3 separate regions of the Sus scrofa genome follow, and regions 1 and 3 are each linked to region 2. The links are chromatin contacts, called in public Hi-C and HiChIP or PLAC-seq maps. All regions are on one chromosome and are shown on one strand. The core of a region is the stretch at or near the end of the contact, and the rest is flanking DNA. Distances in the headings are between cores, read along the strand shown.

What was found. Hi-C and Micro-C count contacts between places; a contact is called where the count stands out from the background. HiChIP or PLAC-seq counts read pairs in DNA pulled down with a chosen protein or histone mark.
Region 1: a Hi-C map of skeletal muscle shows a contact between it and region 2, with 4 times the contacts expected there. The contact joins two enhancer-like sites. A contact is called at or near these places in 1 of 5 promoter capture datasets (liver), 30 of 47 Hi-C or Micro-C datasets (adipocytes, alveolar macrophages, blood and 16 more) and 2 of 2 datasets of contacts at active chromatin or transcription factors (alveolar macrophages and skeletal muscle).
Region 3: a contact with region 2 is called in an H3K27ac HiChIP or PLAC-seq map of skeletal muscle. The contact joins the promoter of SH3BP5 here to the enhancer-like site in region 2. A contact is called at or near these places in 2 of 5 promoter capture datasets (fetal liver and liver), 19 of 47 Hi-C or Micro-C datasets (alveolar macrophages, blood, brain and 10 more) and 2 of 2 datasets of contacts at active chromatin or transcription factors (alveolar macrophages and skeletal muscle).

The regions. Positions count from the first base shown.
Region 1 is chr13:2,634,193-2,637,001 of Sscrofa11.1, reverse strand. No RefSeq gene overlaps it. Among named protein-coding and RNA genes, the nearest start is that of EAF1, 19 kb to the left of the region's middle. Within about 2 kb of position 1,366, at least 14 of the 83 cell types and tissues checked have an H3K27ac peak or open chromatin away from gene starts, as enhancers often do. A contact at or near this core is called in omental adipose tissue, retroperitoneal adipose tissue and skeletal muscle, where this site is marked.
Region 2 is chr13:2,514,547-2,517,246 of Sscrofa11.1, reverse strand. The region is part of intron 4 of SH3BP5 (SH3 domain-binding protein 5); the gene reads left to right. Among named protein-coding and RNA genes, the nearest start is that of CAPN7, 64 kb to the right of the region's middle. Within about 2 kb of position 1,271, at least 19 of the 83 cell types and tissues checked have an H3K27ac peak or open chromatin away from gene starts, as enhancers often do. A contact at or near this core is called in mesenteric adipose tissue, omental adipose tissue, retroperitoneal adipose tissue and 2 more, where this site is marked.
Region 3 is chr13:2,584,205-2,586,904 of Sscrofa11.1, reverse strand. It overlaps SH3BP5 (SH3 domain-binding protein 5), which reads left to right and starts at 1,304. Exons shown (of 9, transcript XM_003132063.5): 1 at 1,304-1,597. The coding sequence starts at 1,457.

The DNA of each region.
Region 1 (2,809 bases), core at 117-2,616, 120 kb before region 2:
TCTCTGGCATGGAACCAGGTAACCCCTCAATGACCTCACTTTAAAATATATTGGTTGTAAAATATACTTGAAGTTCAGTGAATGAGGTGACATAGTCCATCATGGTTTGGGCCAGTAGATTGGGGTATGAAATAAACGACTTCAGTCCTACTGCCTCAGTGTACCTTAAGACAGAGGAGCAGGTCTTCTGCACGTTGGGTGCCCAGGGGATCCAGGAAAGCACAGCCCAGCAAGATGGAGAGTTTACAGTACTATAGAAAATAGCATAAGTACTGCAGTGCTCCGTGGTATGGTATATACCAAAATATGGTATAGAATATATATTATACCACAAAGTATAGCACAATGATACTATATGGTACTATGTATTTCTTTTGGTGTATACTACATACAATAATACTAATTATGTTGTGCTATTTGGAACATGATCATCCGGGTTCAACTCCAGGACTTGCCCCATGCTAACATTCTTCTTCTCGGAGCTCCAGTCTTCACATCTCTAGGGCTGAGATCCTGCTACCTGCAGCACAGGGCTGATGCCAGGGTTAAACAAGCGCTCTGTTTACTTAAGAGCTACATTCAGGTGCTAGTTATTTCTACCAGCCTGTGTTCCCCAAGAAAATAACTTCTCCCGTGATTTTTAACCCATGCTCCTCTTCAGAAAGACCACCCTATTCAATCTGAGGGCCTTTGAAAGGCTCGGGATTTGGATGTCCTGCCACAAGGTGGCGATAGATGCCAACTAGTCCCACTGGTCTCCACCGTGCCGCCCCCCCCCAACCCCTTAATTGCAGTTAAAGAGGGTTCATTGTCCTTGAAGAACAAAGAAAATGTTTACAAATGTGTTTTCTAGTCAAATTTAGCTCATAAGAGTTTGGCCTCACTACAGGGATAAGACAGCAAGCATGCTTTTATCCAACATTCAAATAGTTTGCCTTCTGAAGGCAACGTTTTCAGGCAGTGGGCTCTAAAGATGTCTGCAGGGCTTCACCCCTCCAACTGGTTCTGTGGACTTGCCTTTCTGGTTGCTGGGGGTTAAAGCAAGAGGAGGACCACAGCGTGGTCCCTTGTTTGCTTCACACATTATTCAGTTATTCCCTATTTCACAGTTGTTGATCAAGGAAGGGAAAATTGTGAAAGAAACCATGTCTACCAAGAGAGTATTTTCCAGGAGCGAGTTTTCTATAGTTGGGGAGGGAATATTTAACAGAAATTTACATAGGCTCCACTACTGAAACCAAGTATTTCATTAAAAATAAAATTAGCTGTTTTTTTCACTTTTCCTTTCTGCCCTTCTTAGATGTGTGGCATGTTATTAGCTGGTGTTCAGTAGGTACCAACTGGGCACAGGGGTCGCTGTAGCCGGAGTTCAGGGTTGGAAGGGAGGACAGTGCAGGCGTATGCTGAGAAGGAGGCCTGGCCATGTCTTCATTAAACCAAAGTAAGTCAGCTGGAAAAACAAATACAAACAATTCAGCAGGGGAAAGAGAAACAAGAAGAAAAGCTATGGGAAACCTGAGTGGGGCAACTGTCTTCATTTGCAGAGAGTGTTTCCACAGTACTCTCTACATGTCCACAGTAGAAGCACATATGTTTTTGTCTGGGGCACGGCTGTGGAGATGAGAACTGACACTCAGCTCCTTTAGAGGTATGGTTTAGATTTCTCTCATCAGGAGAAAATCAGTTTTGATTCTAATTTTTCTCCTTAAGAGGTATGGAATTCTTAGAATTCTTTCCTGTGTGTTCATGTGTGTGTGTATGTGTGTGTACACATACTTAGGAAAGAAAATATGTGTGTGTGTGTATGTACGTATACATGTAGATATTTATATATATGGACTTTTTCACAAAGGTTCATTAGCAGCATTTTTCTAATACCAAATATTAGAAACAGTCTAAACCAGGGGCTCAGCAAACTCTGGCCCATGGATCAAATCCAGCTGTTCTCCTACTTTTGTAGATAAAGTTGTACTGAAGCACAGCCACCCATGTGTACATATTGTTTACATCTCTTTTCTTGCTGTAACAGCAGAGACTACAGCCAGCAAACCAAATACTATCTGGTCCTTTAAGAAAAAGTTTGCTAACCCTTTATCTAAATGACCAGTAGAAGAATGGTTAAGCCAACTAAGATGCATCATAAAAGAAATAGAATATAGTCAATGAACATATTATCTAGGAAAAAGTTTTTTAAAATGGTAAACACACACACACATAAAAGTTACCATCCTAACTATTTTTAAGTGTGCAGTTCAAAAGTAACTATTCATGTTGTGAAACAGAGCTTCATCTTCCAAAACTGAAACTCTTTACCCATTAAATAACATTTCCCTTTTCCCAACCTCTGGTAACCACCATTCTGCTCTCTGTTTCCATGAATTTGAATACTTTAGGTACTTAAGATAAGTGGAATTATACAATTTTTGTCTTTTTTGTGACTGGCTTATTTCAGATTTCATCCATGTTATAATTTCCTTCCTTTTTTTTTTTTTTTTTTTGTCTTTTTAGGGCCACACCCACTGCATATGGAGGTTGCCAGGCTAGAGGTCTAATTGGAGCTGGAGCCACAGGCCTACACCACAGCTCACAGCAACGCCCGATCCTTAACCAACTGAGCAAGGCCAGGGATAGAACCCACAACCTCATCGTTCGTAGTCGGATTCGTTAACCACTGATCCATGACGGGAACTCCTGAATTTCCTTCCTTTTTAAGGCTGAATAAAATTCCATTTTATGTATAGATACTACACGTTATCTGTCCATGTGTGAGTAGACATTTGGGTTGCTTCTGCCCTTTGGCTATTATGAT
Region 2 (2,700 bases), core at 22-2,521:
AGGGGGCATGCTCTCTGGATGTGATGGGGGTACAGATGCCCCTGTGTGGCTTTGCTGTGAACCACCCTCTGATTGAGCAGTTCCCGGGGCTGGTGGGCCTGGCACATTCAGCTGCCTGAATGCTGGTAGCTGAAGACAGTGTAAGGTCTAGAACACGGCCTCAGCTGACCTCTGGATCCTCCAGGAAGCCTGTTCCTCCAGGTGAAAGACGCTTCAACTCACCCTCTTCTCCTAAAGCAAGTGCCATGTGAGGGTCTGAGAAAGATGCAGAGCTCGGAAAGGCACACGCTGTCTTGAGGAAGTGGCCGAGCTTTGAGCTTCATGACCCCCACCCAGGCACAGTGCAAGAGCTCTGGGGTCTCCAGGTTCTTTGCCTGAGGCCTGAGTTCTGTTCCCTCAGACTTGGGGTGACAGCCCCTCTTGGACCCAGGCTGAAGTTGACACACTCAAGACCATAAAAAGATGCCAGAGCCCTGGGTTGTGGTTAGGCTGCATGGAGGCCCCAGGAAGGTACAGAGGAACAGTTCTTCACTCAGTGCTGGGGTCAGCAGGGCTTTGGGGGGCACTGGAGTGGCCTCCCGGGGGGTGAGGAGTCCCTGCTGCTCCCACGTGCACTTTAGGCGGCAGAGGCCACCCCTCCAGCTTCACCTGGTTTGTCCGCAAAGCAGCCATTGTAGGGAGGTGATAGCTTTTCACCCTCTGGGAGGGAGAGCAGAGCCCTGGCATCCTGGGAGGGAGAAGCTGGCTTTTCTGGTGTCTGCGCAGAGAGACTGCAGAGAGGAAGATGATGTAGCCTGGAGGTGGGGAGGCTCGAACTGTTAGGAACCAGCAGCTGCTAGCGAGGAAAGGACACGGAGTCAGCCTCTTCTCTGGGCCCCACAAGGGGCTGCCTGGGGCTTGGATCTGAGCCCTGGGATGCACACAAGTCGTCAGGCCAGGTTTCCTGTGCTGGTGGGCATGGACCACCCATCCCTTGCAGCCGTGAGAAGCTACCTTCGCAGGCCCCGTGTGCCCAGGGCTGCAGGAAGAATCTGAAAGCAGCCTGAATGGGCCGAGAATCTAAGGAGGCCATGACACTGCCTTCCCGGGAGCAGAGGACCCTGCTTCTGGCTCTGAGATATTGGGGATGAGGGTGGAGGCCTCAGGGTTGGGAGAGAGGCTGGGAGAGCTTAAGGTGAGGCAGAGCAGCTGTGCTGGCTGGACATCTCCTGGTCAGTCGAGGTCCTTCTGCTGGCAGGACACCCAGCCTGGCTGGCACGCCCTGGCTGGCCTGCGCATTGGCATCCTGGCAGGAAGTGTCTGTTGGAGTGTCTTGTGTGTGTGGCTGTGAGCAGAGGGCCTGGGCTGCCCTGTGGCTCCCAGGAGGGGGCCAGTCAGCAGTGTTGGACCCCCATTCTGTCTGTCCTGCTGACCTAGGAGGAGGCCTGTGGCTCTTCAGAGTATAAGCACCAGCAGCGGCTGGCCCACATGCTCTTTACAGGGCCCGCTGCACACTGCCTGCCTGGGGCATGGTGCTGTGTTGTTCTGGCCACTCGGGCCTCAAACCCAGGGCCTCAGACCTTCCCACTGGGCAGCAGCAGGTGGTCAGGTCTTGGGCATTTGAGGCTAATAACGACGGGCTGGAGTACAAGTCTGCCGTTTGGGGAACCCCAGGAACGAGGCACCCAGAGGTCAGCATGGAGCTCGTGGGTCCTCCCTGGCACCCAGTCCTCTTTGGGAAGAGCGAGGCCAGGACTGTTGTGCAGGACAGTGATTCCTCCAGGTGCCTGCCAGCTGTGGAGAAGGATGCAGGAAGCCCAGTGTTGCTCCCGTCTGGATCCCCATACAGAGTGGACACGTGGCTGGGCCAAGCCCCCCAGCCCTTTCCCCCAGGACCTCACACCAAGTCCCCCAGTGCCACCTCTGCTGCCAAGCCACCCCCCCAGGCCACCTTGGGCCCAGCAGCCTGGATCTTAGCTGCCTGAGTGATGCGGTGCTGCTGGGCATCTGTACCATGAAGCTTGTGGCCTGGGGTTTAGTCTCTAGTGCATTCTGTGCCCAGAGTAGGTGCTTAATCAGTACGCGAGGCTCGGAGTTGAATATGCTGGTGGGAAACTGGAGAGCATGGTGCAGAGGTGGGCACAGGGGCCTGGAGTCCAGGCAAAATGGCCCCACCCCTGGCCTGGTGCCTTGGAGTTGGGCAGCACTTGCATTCTGGCCGCTTGGAGGCCTGCAGAGACATCTGCATTGTGCTTCCTTTTGTGGCTTCCACCTTCTGGGCAGAGACTCCCCATGCCACCCCCTACCCTTACCCCCCACCTTTCTTTCCTCCTTTGGGGCACAAAGTTCATGCCTGATTCCAAGCTTCAGATCCAGGGGCTGCTTGGTTACCTAGGAGACATAACTGAGGCATCTGCTTGTGACTTTCCCCTTGGGGGCCGGAAGTGGAGTCAGGGCGCTTCTCCAAGATTGGGAGTTGCATGTGGGGTCGGGGATTTGGGACAGGAGATGGTCACTGTGGCCTGGTAGGGGTGAGGCGGGGGACACTGCTGCCTCATTCTGCACTGGCAGTATTGCTAAAGGCTTGGAGCCTTCTGAGTGTTTAATTTTAGAATGCCTGTGCTGCGTTTTGCACACTAGGAGCCAAGAAAGCACGAGGGCCTGTGTGCAGCCAGCAAGAACCTTGCTTCTTGCTGGGGACGCTCTGTACCACAGGCCTCA
Region 3 (2,700 bases), core at 55-2,554, 70 kb before region 2:
TTCCAAGCTTGGCTTTAATGACAGGCTCTCAGAAAGAAGCTCCTTTCTCAAGCAAGTCTTCCCTTCAAACTCACAGAGCCCATGGGCCACGAGCCTCCATGTAGGAAGTGTGTACACCCTGCAATTTTGTAGTGAAGGAGACATTAGCAATGGCCAGTGGCAATGTCCTTGCCTGCTTCACTAAAGTCATCTGACTTTCTGCTCCCCTGACATCACAGTGGATCTGACATTTCATAAAAGCACAGATATACCCTTATTCTTTGGCTTTTTGTGATGTTGAGTTTGCCAGGCAAGTAAGTTCTGGCTCCCTACCTGTTTGGGTGGGCAGGAAAACTTACTAGCTCATAAATCCTTGGACAGAGTGTGTCCATTAACAGGGGTTACACTCACATCTTTTTTTCTTTTTCTTTTTCCCGCTACCCCTGGAGTATATGGAAGTTCCTGGGCTAGGGGTTGAATCAGCACTGCAGCTAGGTCCCTAACACCACCAGCCACAGGCAAGGTGGGAGCCGAGATGCATCTGCAACCTATGGTTGCCTGCAGCAAGGCTGGAACCATACTCATTGATCGAGGCCAGGGATTGAAACTATCTCCTCACAGTGACACTGTCAGGTCCTTAACCCACTGAGCCACAATGGGAACTCCACACACTCACATCTTCTTGAGAAGGCTGTACCCACCCACTGATCTGTGGATTTTCCATGCGTCCTGGCTATTCAGGGAGGATCACCTAACCCATCGAAAAGCACGTAGCTTGGCCCAGTGGGGGCCACAGCCTTTGGACCAAGAATCCACGCATGGAGCTGCAGCTGGCTCCTCTCTTTATCCTTTTGTGTTTATGTGAGTATATGTTGTAGTTCCCTGTTCTGGGGAAATCTTCAGGTGGATTCAATTCCCAAGGTCACCCACGGGGGCAAAGCGCTTCCAGTGTATACAGGAGTTTGAGTGAGTCTTGAAACTGGTCCCGGGTCACTGAATACCAGCTTCTAAAGGTGACTTCAGACAGTGGCAATACCCCTAACTTCCCTTCCAAGCAGTTAGTTTGCCTGGGCAGAGGAGGGAGGGAGAAAAGCACTCTTGTCACCAGGCGGCTGACGTTGGGGAGCTTGTGATCTCTCCGGGCTGCTAAGTTAAAAGGGGTGAGGGCTCCTCCATTTCACGACCCTAAGGTTTTCCGGGAGTGAGGTTTTGTGACGGAGCCCGGGTGCCGGGGCCATAGCTGGGGCCGCGCAGGGCGGGCGGGCCGGCCTGGGGCGGAGCGGGCGGCGCTGCGCTTACTGCCGCGGCGGACAGGGGGCGGCCGCGCCCACTTCCTCCTGCTCGGGGCCGGGGACCCGCGGCAGCAAGCGGCGCTTCCAGAGCGCACCGGGCGGTGGCCAGACGGCCCCGGCCCAGCCTGCGAACGCCACTCCTGCGCTCCGAAGTCCGCCGTTCGCTTCGCTCTCCGGCCACCCGCATGGACGCGGCGCCGAAGCGGAGCCGGCCGGAGGAGGCGGCCGAGCTCCCGCCGCCAGCCCGGGACTCGGAGGAGGAGGAGGAGGAGGAGGGGATGGAGCCAGGGCTGGAGGAGGAGGAAGAAGTGGACCCCCGGATACAGGTAGGGCGCGTGGATCCCGGCAATGGCACTGAGCCCGCCTCGCGGTCCCCGGTGCTTGCACCCGGGAGAGGTGGCCGCGTAGGTCCGGGGCTGGAGGAGACAGTCAGAGTACCCGGCTTCACCCGGTTCCTGGGAGGCTGCGGTGCCCGCGTGGACGCGGCCTGACTCTATCGCGGGGATTACCCCGCAGGATCCGTGGGGTCGCCGCAGCGTGTCCGGCGGCTCGGGAGGGTGTGCAACAAAGAGAAAAGGGGGCGGGGGCGCCACGCCGGGCTCCCGGAGCCCGAGGGCCGCGTGGGCGCGGGCCGGGGGCGGTGGGCGTCGCCGCCCCTGCAGCAGGGTGGCCTCTCATGCTTGGGGTTCGGAGCACTCACCTGGCGGAGGTGCCCGGCCTGAGCCTGCCTGAGCCTTCTCCCTCTTGCTTTGATTCGTTGTTAGCAGGACGAAGGGTTTATTGTCACCACGGCTCAGCCCTCCGCTTGGCCTCAAATGGTTTAAAACCCAGCGTTTCCTCCTTTTGAGGTCGGCAGTGAACAGAAATTGGGGGCTAACAGCGCAAAGCTAACGTGGCGAGAAGGCGAGGGGATTGGCCTGGCTTCCTTGCCTCCATTTCTCTGGGAGATGATTAAAAGACAGTTTCCAAGCCGAGATCTAGCAGCGACAGCTTAACCTCTTCACCCTCTGGGGAAAAAGCACAGCATATTCCGTTCCAAGACTCTTTCCATAAATCATTTTTTAAAATAAATATTGTTTTGCAGCACGCGATGCGATTTCTGAAGACCTAATTGGTTTTTCAGTGCGCAGATCAATTAAAAGCTCATTTAACTCAGCTGTTGGCGTTTAAATGAATTGTTACGGCAGGTTAGCAAGACAAAGATCAGGTGGAAAAATCTTTACATTAGGAATTCTAAATAAAATCAGTTTGAACTACTAAATTTTGTTTTCTGGGTAGGGGAATTCTGTTGACAAGATCCTTTGTTTGCAGAGTAAAATGAGTTAACTTCATACTGGGCACTTTTTTTTTTTTTAAACAAAATGTCAGTTTGTAAATGTTATTTAAAGATCAATGTTTATGTTAGTTTTAGTTTGTTTTGTAAACAGCT